Linked DNA regions of Sus scrofa: region 1 is linked to region 2. Evidence: chromatin contacts called from public Hi-C data. All regions are on one chromosome and are shown on one strand. The core of a region is the stretch at or near the end of the contact, and the rest is flanking DNA. Distances in the headings are between cores, read along the strand shown. Region 1 has its middle 44 kb from the start of SDR9C7. Region 2 has its middle 30 kb from the start of PRIM1.

Region 1 (2,716 bases), core at 90-2,589, 88 kb after region 2:
TACAGGGGCATCTATATTTTTGAATTACAGTTTTGTCCAGATATATTCCTAGGAGTGAGATTGCTGAATCATATGATAATTCTATTTTTAGTTTTCTGAAGAACCTCCATGCTTTTTCCATAGTGGTTGCATCAATTTACATTCCCACCAACAGTGTAGGAGGGGTCTCTTTTCTCCATACCTTCTCCAGCATTTGTTATTTGCAGACTTTTTATTTTTTTTTTTTTTTTTTTTTTTTTTTTTTTTTTTTTTAATTTTTTGTCTTTTTTTGTCTTTTGTTGTTGTTGTTGCTATATCTTGGGCCGCTTCCGCGGCATATGGAGGTTCCCAGGCTAGGGGTTGAATCGGAGCTGTAGCCACCGGCCTACGCCAGAGCCACAGCAACGCGGGATCCGAGCCGCGTCTGCAACCTACACCACAGCTCACGGCAACGCCGGATCGTTAACCCACTGAGCAAGGGCAGGGACCGAACCCGCGACCTCATGGTTCCTAGTCGGATTCGTTAACCACTGCGCCACGACGGGAACTCCTATTTGCAGACTTTTTAATGATGGCCATTCTGTCCAATGTGAGGTGGTACTTAATTGTAGTTTTGATTTGCATTTATCTAATAATTAGTGATGTTGAATATCTTTTCATCTGTTTACTGGCCATCTGTATGTCTTCTTTGGAGAAATGTCTACTTAGGTCTTCTGCCCATTTTTTGATTGGGTTGGTTTTTTGTTGTTGATACAACCTTTCTTAAAACAAATGAACAATACAGGGACAAGGAAGATCCTTTCATGTTTGCAGATTTGCAAACCATTTTGATTTAACTGGAATGAGAGGAGTGCAGTGGTTAGACAATGTGCATATGTAATAACACATACATATGAAGATAAGATTACTTGGGTTTTTAAAAGCCTGCTGCAGATGCCAATTTTTAAAAATTATAGGATCATAACTTTGATAGGGAATTGGCTGAGAGGAAAGATAGAGAGAGATATATAAGTAGCAGAGGACACATGGAATCAGTAGTAAAACTGACTGCGTTTAAAACTGTCATTTCTTCCAAGCTTATCATGATGCCCTGCTCTGAAGAAAACTCTTTGCTGGCATTCTCTCTCTTAATCCTCAAAATGACCCTGAGAAGCAAGTTATAATTATCATCATCTTACCACTACACACAGTGCCGTTTTGGAAACAACAATCTGAGAAGAGGGGGTGTCATGAGCCCTCATGAAATGGCACAAGTGACCACTTAGTTGCAGCAAGAGCAGTGGAGTTGTCCAATGTGAAGGGACCAGCTTCCTAGACTGAGAGGACAGTGACCCTCCACACTTTGTATTCACCCATGATCAAAGTGCAAAACTTCATCCAGAGACAAAGGTTGGATGACTTGCTTGAGGCAAATTTGGCTCAGATGAGGGCTATTGGCTGTGTGACCTTGGACAAATTAGGTAACCTCTCTGAGCCTGTTTCCTCTTCTGTAAAACAGGAGAAATAACATTTCTTAAGCTTAAGTGTGGCTCGGATCTGACATTGCTGTGGTTATAGTGTAGGCTGGCAGCTGTAGCTCTGATTCAACCCCTAGCCTGGGAACTTCCAGGTGCTGCAAGTGTGGCCCTAAAAAGCAAAAAAAAAAAAAAAAGAACAGCTCATTTACTTAATTTTCATAAAATGATATGAAAACCAAACTGACATCCCCTGCCCACTCCTAACTCCCTCTGTCTCTTTCTTTCTCTTTCTCACACCACACACACACACACACACACACACACACACACACACACACACACACAGATGTCTTATACCCGTCCCTTGGGCGACCCATCTCCTGCTCCGTGGTTCATACAAGAACCCTGGGCTTACACTGAATGAAAAAGTTGTCTACCATTTTCCATCCCCAGAAGAAGTGCTAAATTGGAAATAATTTTTTTTCTTTGTTTTTGCTTTTTAGGTCCATACCCGTGGCCTATGGAAGTTCCCAGACTAGGGGTTGAATCAGAGCTGCAGCTGCTAGCCTACACCACAGCTCACAGCAATACCAGAACTGAGCTGCGTCTGCAACCTACACCACAGCTCACAGCAACACCAGATCCTTAATCCACTAAGTGAGGCCAGGGATCAAACCCATATCCTCATGGATACTAGCCAGATTTGTTACCACTGAGCCACAACGGGAACTCCTAGAAATCATTTATTCTAAAACTGGACATTGGAAACCAGAAATGTTGGGTTGACTCTTCAAGGGTACTTAAGAATATCATATTCAGCCAAGTCTTCTGAATCATAATTGTTGTGGGATTTGCCAGGACTTGGCATTATATTGGAGTCAGTGGCCATCAGTGCATTTGGCTTGAACTCGCATGTAGCATCTGTACCCTTTAGCGGGCCCTAAAGTGGGTCTACCTCTCTTACTACACGTTTTTACTGGGTTCCCAGTTAGAAGCAGGTGTCTTTCCAGGAAAGGTAGTTAGTGAGAGAGAGGAATGTAACATAACGTAGCAGAGAACTAAGTGTGGGGATATGAAACAATTAACATGTGCCCCTTACTGTCTGTCCCTGGAAACAGATCAATTTGATTAAAGCAATAACATTCATACATAGGTACAATCTATGACAAAATGGAAGCCTTCTTCAACCACATGGAGGAAGGAGACCTATGAGAAAAGTCCAGGTAAGCATGAGAGGGCTGATGGGAGATCACAAGCCCTCTGTCTTATTCCTAAACTCT
Region 2 (2,824 bases), core at 264-2,763:
ACCTACACCACAGCTCACATCAATGACATATCCTTAACCCACTGAGCAAGGGTAGGGATTGAACCCACATCATCAAGGATACTAGTCGTGTTTGTTACCGCTGAGCCATGATGGGAACTCCCAAGAGAAGTCTCTTTAAACAAGACACACACACACACACAAACACAATCATAAAGGAAGAACAGTAAGTCTGACTATAGTAATATTGAGGACTTCTCTACATCAAATACACACCTTACCTAGGTCAAACAAGCCAATTGGGAAGTATATTTGCTTCAAAGATAACCACGAAGTTTTACTGTTAAGAAGTAGAAAGAAATCCTCAAGATTTATAAGAGAAAAGTGGACAAAGGAAAAGAAAATCTGCATGGCCATAAACATTCAAAGTATGCTTATTTTAACTAGCTTGGGGAAATGCAATGTCAAGTCACAGTCTCACATTCATCATACTGCCAAAAAATGAAAAGCCAGCCAACACCAAGAGTGAAGGTACAGATTAATGGGCGACACTACACTTCTGGTTCAAGGGTGAATTTGTAGACCACTTTGGTAAGCAGTTTGGAAAATACCTGATGAGGCTGAAGTGCTTTACCCTATGACTCAACAATTCCACTCCCAGATACAGATCATTAATATGAAATGTAAACATGAAGACCTGTACAAGAATCTTCATTGCTCTATTGTTTGAAAATGATAAATTGAAAACAATTTATCTGTCCATTCACAGGATAATGGATAAACTGTAGTATATACATACAATGGTTAGTTGGCCTATCTCTCTCTATCTATTCATCCATCCATTCATCCATCTACTTGATGGTTAACATGAATGAAATTAATGATACTGTATTTCTTAGGTTTGGTGTTAGTTACACAGATACAGGTGTTAATATTTTTACTATCTTATAGCACTCAAATATTTAATAATGTAAAGTCATAGCCGGAGTGCCCGTTGTGGCGCAGTGGTTAACGAATCCGACTAGGAACCATGAGGTTGCAGGTTCAATCCCTGGCCTTGCTCAGTAAGTTAAGGATCCGGTGTTGCCATGAGCTGTGGTGTAGGTTGCAGACACGGCTCGGATCCCATGTTGCTGTGGCTCTGGTGTAGGTCGGCGGCTACAGCTCCGATTAGACCCCTAGCCTGGGAACCTCCATATGCTGCGGGAGCAGCCCTAGAAAAGGCAAAGACAAAATAAATAAATAAATAAATAAAAAGTCATAGCCTGTAATCTCAAACTGTAAAAATAACTTCTTTAAACACCTATTACTATGCTTTGTGTACAGCAAACAGTAAAAACATTTGTTGAATATAAAAAATGAACATTTTTTCAATAGAGAATAGTAATTTTAATCTACTTTTCTATGTTCTCATTTTAGTGGATACTGTGGGAAATTTTACTGAGGCAAAATTTTACTGTTTTAAAAACATTGTTTGTTCAAGTAGATCATTAATAGGCACATCTGTTTATCTTGTCAACTGATGTAAGTAAGGTGTGGAATGCCTGAAGAGCATGAGCTTACAAAACGCCTTAGTCCTTGGGAAAGAAATCGTCATTGCACATGTCAATAAAATTTTAATCTCTATGACTTTCCTTCCACCTAGTAATTTTTAAATAAATATTTGCTGAATGACACAAAAAACAGGAAATATAAAATTATATGAAGTGTCAACGCTCTTTTTCTGATGCTCTGGGAGGGAGGTTTTCTTGAGAAGTCAGCAATCCTAGCAGCAAGAGTTAAAATTTAAATTGCTGACTGCAACACAAAAGAGTGAGAGCTATCTATGCATGTTTAGGAGTTTTCTCTCATAGACTATACTTTTTTTTTTTTTTGTCTTTTTAGGGCTGTACCCGAGGCACATGGAGGTTCCCAGGCTAGGGGTCTAATCTGAGCTGTAGCCTAAAGCCTATGCCACAGCCACAGCAATGCCAGATCCAAGCCATGTCTGCAATCTACACCACAGCTAATGGCAATGCCGGACCCTTAACCACTGAGCGAGGCCAGGGATCGAACCCACAACCTCATGGCTCCTAGTCAGATTTGCTTTTGCTGTGTCACAACAAGAACTCTGACTATACTATTTTTTAATGCTGGAAGCCTCTGAATATTCATTTAGATCTGCTAGACAGGGTAAAAAATAAAAACAGAGATCTGTTAATGAATTAATCTCTTCAGCAACTGGCGTTGGGAAAGCTGTACAGCTGCATGTAGATCAATGAAGTTAGAACGTTCCTTCACACTACACAAAAAAAGAAGCTCAAAATGGCTTAAAGACTTAAATATAAGGTACGACATGATAAAACTCCTAGAAGAGAACATAGGCAAAACATTCTCTGACATAAATTGTAGCAATGTTTTCTTGGGTCAGTCTCCCAAGGCAACAGAAATAAAAGCAAAAATAAATAATGAGACCTAATCACACTTATAAACTTTTGTACAGAAAATGAAACCATAAACAAAACAAAAACAACCTACAAAATGGGAGAAAATACTTGCAAATGATGCAACCAACAAGGGCTTAATTTCCAAAAAGTACAAACAGCTTATACAACTCAAATAGAAACTAAACAACCCAATCAAAAAATGGCAAAAGACCTAAATAGATATTTCTCCAAAGAAAACATAAAGATAGCCAATAGGTACATGAAAAGATTCTCACCACTAATAATTAAATCAAAACTACAGTGAAATAGCACCTCACACCAGTCAGAATGGCCATCATCAAAAAGTTCACAAATTATAAATGCTGAAAAGGATGTGGAAAAAAAGCAACCCTCCTACACCATTGGTGGAAATGTACACTGGTGCAGCCACTAAGGAGACA

What was found. Hi-C and Micro-C count contacts between places; a contact is called where the count stands out from the background.
Region 1: a contact with region 2 is called in a Hi-C map of liver, with 4 times the contacts expected there. A contact is called at or near these places in 1 of 5 promoter capture datasets (liver) and 5 of 47 Hi-C or Micro-C datasets (liver and skeletal muscle).

Annotation. Positions count from the first base shown.
Region 1 is chr5:22,206,727-22,209,442 of Sscrofa11.1, forward strand. No RefSeq gene overlaps it. Among named protein-coding and RNA genes, the nearest start is that of SDR9C7, 44 kb to the right of the region's middle.
Region 2 is chr5:22,118,173-22,120,996 of Sscrofa11.1, forward strand. No RefSeq gene overlaps it. Among named protein-coding and RNA genes, the nearest start is that of PRIM1, 30 kb to the left of the region's middle.